Linked DNA regions of Callithrix jacchus: region 2 is linked to region 1. Evidence: chromatin contacts called from public Hi-C data. All regions are on one chromosome and are shown on one strand. The core of a region is the stretch at or near the end of the contact, and the rest is flanking DNA. Distances in the headings are between cores, read along the strand shown. Region 1 holds the start of LOC118155273. Region 2 overlaps LOC103794127 (a long non-coding RNA gene).

Evidence for each region. Hi-C and Micro-C count contacts between places; a contact is called where the count stands out from the background.
Region 2: a Hi-C map of skeletal muscle shows a contact between it and region 1, with 7 times the contacts expected there. The contact joins the enhancer-like site here to the promoter of LOC118155273 in region 1. A contact is called at or near these places in 2 of 3 Hi-C or Micro-C datasets (both in skeletal muscle).

What each region holds. Positions count from the first base shown.
Region 1 is chr7:23,062,547-23,066,022 of calJac240_pri, reverse strand. LOC118155273 reads left to right here and starts at 1,656. Exons shown (of 2, transcript XM_078329602.1): 1 at 1,656-2,220; 2 at 2,223-2,557. The coding sequence starts at 1,792. The coding sequence ends at 2,420. All of the region lies in intron 6 of PIP4K2A (phosphatidylinositol-5-phosphate 4-kinase type 2 alpha), which reads left to right.
Region 2 is chr7:23,545,820-23,549,295 of calJac240_pri, reverse strand. It overlaps LOC103794127 (a long non-coding RNA gene), which reads left to right. Exons shown (of 6, transcript XR_621392.5): 6 at 3,042-3,476. Among named protein-coding and RNA genes, the nearest start is that of MSRB2, 37 kb to the left of the region's middle. Within about 2 kb of position 1,750, at least 2 of the 16 cell types and tissues checked have an H3K27ac peak or open chromatin away from gene starts, as enhancers often do. A contact at or near this core is called in skeletal muscle, where this site is marked.

The DNA.
Region 1 (3,476 bases), core at 407-2,906:
CATGTTCATTTGCGTCTTAATGACACACAAACTATTTTTGACCATGATCTGTATTGTCACACAGTGTGTTTTTTGCTGTTGACTTAAGTAGACTTAAGTAGACTTGCTGAGGACTGTGATTCTGTGCTTTAAAAGAAGCCAAAAACTTTTCAAAATGAAGGAGACATGTCTGTAATAAATGTATTATATATATACATATGTTTATAATAAATTTTCTTTTTACAGCTCATAGCAAGTTAAATGTTCCCAGTGAGTTCACTGCTCCCTAGGAAAGAGTTCACTGTTCCCTAGTATTTTGGTTATATTTTCTGGCTACTAAGATTTCAGCTTGTGGATTTTTGCTTTAGGTCAGCAAAATAGCATTCACTAAATTACCCACTATTATAATGTCTTCACTGAGAAGAACTAACCCATGGAAAATTAAGGTAAGACAAAAGTCAACAAATTTCTATCTTTGGCCAGATACGTAAAATCATTACATTTATTCCATACATTGAATAAATATCATAAATTTCAGATTCTTTATTACTCCAGGAACTTAACTAGTCCAATTTTTATTATAAGATAGGAACATGTTACTCTCATTTATGTTTCAGTTTAAAAAAAAAGTCTTTTCAGTGAGGTTTCCTGTTAGGGTTAGCTTTTGCTGGTAATCGCAGAGGTTTTTCTAGCCAGGCTAATTCACAATGGAGCTTTGCAAAACAGAGTGAGGAACTAGAGCCACCAAGCAGGGAGGTCAGAGCCTCGGGCCGTGTCACCTTTGACGCATCCTGTCTTGTGTACCCTGCGTTCCCTGTGTGTCCTGTGCAGTGAAATGAAATACTCACTCTGCGCTCATGTATCGTAGGTTTGTGTGCAGTAACAAAAGTGTCTTCCAAATTTGAGGGCAGTATGTAGAGAATTCATGTGACATGTTTCTGACTAGCAGATAAAACCTAAAAACAAAGGAAATTTTAAACATCATTTAGATCAAGCTTGTCCAACCCACGGCTCACTGACTGCATGTGCCCCAGGATGGTTTTGAATGTGGTCCAATACAAATCCGTAAACTTTCTTAAAATGTAATGAGATTTTTTTGTGATTTTTCTTTTTTCTTTTTTTTTTTTTAGCGCATCAGCTATTGTTAGTGGTCAGTGATTTTATGGTGCCACCCAGGGACGCCGCACTGGAATTGGCCACGTGGGATTGGACACCCTGGTTTAGATTCCTGACATGCTAAATTGTCAGTTTTTTAAATCATTCAGGTATCAACGAGAAGATATCCTAGGTTTAAAGACCCTAGTTTATTAGAAAGTCGGGAAAGAAGAAACAAATATATAGTCAGTTATTGCCAGGCACTCTGTGCTTTGTGTCATTTGATTCACATGCTAACCCTGTTACACAGGTGCAGTGTTAACTAATTTCCCATTATATAAATAAGGAAACTGAGGTTTGCGCAGATTAAGCAACTGGCCCACAACATCACAGCTAGTATTAGAATGTTAAACATGTCAATACATTTTTTAAAAGAAAAATCTTCTTCTGGATTGATCAGCGATGAGTTTTTTCTAGATCCATAAACCATACTTGAGAACATGTATAGCAAATAACAATGTTTGTATGTAACACACTGTGACAGGCACCGTTTGAGGCCTTTTTACATGTGTGAACTCATATAGTCCTCACAACCCTATGTTTGTGAATCCCCCTTGAGGATGGAAAACCAAGTCACAGAGAGGTTAGGTAACTTGCTCAGAGTCACACAGCTAATAATTGGAGTTGCGGAGCTACAACCCAGGCAGCCTGGATCCCATGTGTTCTCATAACCATGGGCTCAATCTGTCTCCTTCATGGAAACCTGGGTCATGCCGAATCTACCTGGGGTTGGGCATCACCCCACAGGACAGCAAAGGGCTCATTTTATCAGAACTGGAAGCAGGACAGCCAGGCTGCAGGGGGCACAGCGTCCTTCTTCTGATGCCTGTGGCTGTGTTTGTGCATTTACCCATCACAGTAGTGGAGATGAATGCGACTTGGAATCCAACCCACCGCAGCAGATGACCTCATGCAGGAGAGAAAACAGCCCTGCCTATGCTGGCCTGGCTCTGCCTTGGGCTGTATTTACTCATGGTGCCGCAGCTGGCCAGGGCCTTGGAGCAGCTCTTGGAGCAGTCCCAGCTCAGGGCTGGGCACACGGAGGAGGACGGGGTGGGGAAGAGTAGTTCCCTTCCTTATCGTCATCTCCTCAGTGTCCCCACCCAGCAAGAAACGAGGGTCATACAGCAGTCACCCCGCCTCACTTAGAGGCTCTGATCTCCACAAAACTGGCCAGAGCTGAATTCAGAGCAAATAAAGGCTCAGCCTGTCACCACTTCAGAAAGGCTGCTGACCGCTGGCTGGAAACCAGCCTCGGAGAGTCCACAACCAAGAAGCATTTCTGAGCTGCCTTTAGTTAGCTCTAGGGGTTTCCTCCGCCTTCTGGCTGTTTCTGCACTGAGCTAGAAAAGATATCAAAGACACTCGTTAAAGAACCAGACCCAGTGACTACAAACTTTAAGGGCAAATAATCCCGTGTTTAAAAGCAAAGGGTATAATCTGTTGCTGCATTAAGCTGTTGCTGCCCACAGTTAATTTTCTGCTGCTCTGTAGACGTCATCTTGGTAGGCAGTTTTACACCAAGAGTTTATTAAGTTCATTAAATCATAGCATAATAGTTTTCCACATTTAAAAAAAGGTGTTTCTAACATAAGCACTGCTCATTATCAGAGAGATATATTGAAATTTATTTTTAAAAGCTAAGCAATAAGATTTTCTTGATAGTGAATCGTTGTCAGGTGACTTAAGCTTTGTCTTTTTTTTTTTTTTTTTTTCCAAGATAGGGTCTTACTGTGTCACCCAGGCTGGAGTGCAGTAGTGCAATCATGGCTCTCTGAAACCTTGACTTCCCAGGCTCAGGTGATCCTCCTACCTCAGCCTCCCAAGTAGCTGAGATGACAGGCATACAGCATGCCTGTGTGATATGTTTTATTATTTTTTTTGTAGAGATGGAGTCTCACTTTGTTGACCAGACTGGTCTGAAACTTCTGGGCTCCAGTAATCCTCCTGTCTTGGACTCCCAAAGTGCCGAGATTGCAGGCGTAAGCCCACGCCCAGCCTATCTTGTTCTTAGTAGAAACAAGAACAGTTAAGTTTTTGTTTAAAAAAAAAAGTCTCCCAACCTGTAATACCCGTTTTAAATCTGTGCTTTATTAAATGCTCAGTGAGGACGATGATGGCGGTGGTGATTACAAGCACCACTCACTATTTGAATCTGTCACGTGGTTTCTGGTTAAGTTCCCAGCACATCTCTACCTTAGCAGAATGATTAAGGTTCCCATCTCAGCTCATCACTCACCAAACTTTGAGACCTTAATCTGTTTCCTTGAATGCAAAACGTGGATAAGAATGATAGTTAAGGTTGTTGCAAAGACTAAAGGTAGATGATAGAGGCGAATGAA
Region 2 (3,476 bases), core at 501-3,000, 480 kb before region 1:
ACCTTGATCACCTATTTCTAGACTTCACTGGAGATCACAGAGCTCAGAGCACATTCTGGTTTAGTGATAGTATAAGGCGCACGCCAAAGCCAAACTATCTAGCTACAGAAATTCTGTCTCCTGCCCCGGGAGCCAAGGCTAAGCCCTTCACTGCCTTATGCTAAATGTGCATTAAATTGCGGAGAGCAATTGGTGTTTCTCAGTGCCTCAAATTTGCACCTGCCTGTTTGATACCAGGAAAGGGTGTGGCCATTTCCTCTTGAACTTTGGGTTAGAGATAGCTGGGTATAAGGGGGTAGGGCTTGGGGAAGGTAAGCAAAAGCCCACCCAGGGTCATCAGCTGCCTGGTGGTATCTCCTGGCCAATCATTTCTCGTTCTGTGTCTCCCTGCCGCAGACCAGCTCTGAGCCTCCCAGGACACCACGTGATGCCTGCATTTCACTCCATGCCAAGTTCCACATGCCAGAGAGCTGTCGTGGAGCTTTGGCAGGGAGAAGTGTCTGGGCCAGTGGCCTGTGGCAGTTACTGCTCCTGGCTCTCACAGACTTGGTAGAGTTTGTAGGGGATCTAGAATTTACTGTGTCCCTAGAGAGGGGGTCAACAAATTGACAGAAGCCTGGGGTTAGAACAGAGAAGCCAGAGAGCACACAGTATTTATGGACAAAGGCAAATGGCTTGGACTATGATACCAACATCATATTCCCTTCCTCCTTGAAGAAAGGCCAGATGCCAGCAGTCTCTCACTGGTTTCTTCATGGGGCCTGGTAGTCTGCAGACCCCTCGTCATCAGATGCCACCTTGGGAAGAAATTGGATGGGAGGCCATGCAGGGAAGAAAGATGTCTGCCACATCAGTTATTTATCTGAAAGATACTGGGTTATCCAGAAAGAAAAAGCAACTGACAAGCCGCAAGCCTAAAAATTTTCTTTGTTATGCTGGGTCTGGTGGTGAGTACTCTTAAGAAATTTCAACCATGCGGGGCACAGTGGCTCACACCTGTAATCCCAGCACTTTTTGAGGCTGAGGCAGGCAGATCACCTGAGGTCAGGAGTTCAAGACCTGGGCAACATGGTGAAACCCCATGTCTACTAAAAAAAAAAAAAAAAAAAAAAATTAGCTGGACATGGTGGTGCACACCTGTAATCCCAGCTACTTAGGAGGCTGAAGTAGGAGAATCACTTGAACCCAGGAGGCAGAGGTTACAGTGGGTCAAGATTGTGCCACTGCACTCCAGCCTGGGTAACAGAGCGAGATTCCATCTCAAAAAAAAAAGTTACAACCAATTCCAGAGAATGGTTTGTTCTTTCTTAGAAACTTACTTCTTTTCATGTTGTTTTCTCTACGTGGTGACAAATGTAAGGTTTTAGTTTACAGAGAGCATAATGTGTCCCACCCCAAGACCTCACCATACAAACACCTGCTCTCTGCATTGGGTGGAAAGATCTTCCTTCAGCTGTTGGCTGTCAGCAACTTTTTTGCAGACTGGTTGAAGCTGGACAGGAATGGTAATCAGGGGCCGTGTGGTATTATCCATATGGCATATAATCAAAATTATGTTTTCACACAGGCAGAACAGATTCCAAGCAAGAACAGAAGCAGGATTCCAAGCAGGTCTCAGATCAGTTCCGGATCCTCATGCCAATGCCTTATATCCAGTTCCCCTGGCCGCGTTTTACATTTCAGCAAAAGGCGTGTCTTGCAAACCCAGCAGCGCTTATATGGCCAGTGTCATCTGAGAATGCAACGGGGTGATTTGTGGTGGGAGAGCTGTGTTAACCGGGCTCAAACTGCTATCCAATATCCCAAACGTAAACCTCTTCCTGCGGGCTTGAAAAAGAAGCCAGGGCTCTTAGAAGGTTCACTTTTCATGTGCTGAAGCCTTCCAATTTCTTGGTTGCAGCTGGGCATGCTCTAAAGCAGATGAGATACTCTGGGAAAGAAACAGGGTCCCCATCATCCATCCCGGATCGGGGTAGGGACAGCAGAGCCTTCCAGGGACAGCTCACCTGTCTCACCACCCCCCAGGGCTCGGCTGGGGATGGCAGGACCCCTGGACTGATTAGATTCTCCAGAAAGAGCTTCATCCAAAAAAACGACCTTTAGACTTCTATGTGTTTTATCCTCCCAGCCAAGCATCTTCTCACGAGTATTTATTAAACACCTACCATGCGCAGACACCGTGCTTGGACACACTTGCCAATTATTTCCTCGGAGTTTGTTTTCCAGGCAAAAGGAGGTGTTGATGGATTAGCCACAAGCCTTAGTGCTCTCCAAAGTGCTTCTTATGATTGGGTCTTGTAGGAAAATGCTTCATGTTGGTGACTCTTAAACCAATGCCCAGTGTTTATTTCTGATGGACAGAGATCGTGTGATTCGTGCCAAATAAAGACAGGAGCTGATGGGATTTTCGAGAATTGCAGGTTCTACTTTTGATATTTTCCCACAGTAGTTGGGAAGGAAGAGTCTCCCCAAATGAGAAAGAAGTTGGGTGGGAGGGGGTCCTGCAGCCTTGGCTTCCTGGGAGGCTCTTGGATGACTCACAGTGGGGGTAGGGAGCAGCCGCAGGCCGCTGCAGCCCTGGTTACTGCTACAAATTTATCTCCCCAACTACGGCCTCTCCATCTGTTCTACCCTCTAATTACAAATGCAAAAAATAGCTAATTTGCAATGGCATCATAAAGAGGAAAATCTAAGTGATTTAAGAGCCGCTCCGTGTTACGTGGAGCGTGTCTTACACACTCCAGCAGAGAGAAACTGCTTGTTCCCTGTGTTGGGAGAGTCCCCTCATCTCGGCCAGTTTCTGATTTGCCCTGACTAGGAGAATTATTATTAAAAGTTGCAAAGGGCAAGGAGCGGGTCCTGAGAATGTTCCACCCCCACCACAATCGCTTCTGTCAGAAAGGAGGCCAGCCACCATGGTTACAACTCAAGGCCAGTAATCTGCCTTGATCTCTAGATTATTTCAACTTCTTGGCAAAATATATGATGTGGACACAGTACTATGAGCCAAACTATAATACAATTATTTTCTTTTTAACCAGGCATGGTGACTCACACCTGTAATCCCAGTGCTTTGAGAGGTCGAGGAGTGGAGATCACTCGGGGCCAGGAGTTCAAGAACAGGCTGGGCAACACAGGAAGACACCTATCTCCACAAAAATGTTTAAAAATTAGCCAGACATTGGCTGGACAGGGTGGCTCACACCTGTAAACTCAGCACTTTGGGAGGCCGAGGCAAACAGATCACTTGAGGTCAGGAGTTCAAGACCAGCCTGCCCAACATGGTAAAACCCTATCCCTCCTAAAATTCCAAAAAAAAAAAAAAAACTAGCTTGGTGTTATGGCAGGCACCTGTAATCCCAGCCACTTGGGAGGCTGAAGCAGGGGAATTGCTTGAACCCGGCGGGTGGAGGTTGCAGTGAGCCGAGATTGTGCCGCTGTACTCCAGCAACAGAGTGAGACTCAATCTCAAAAAA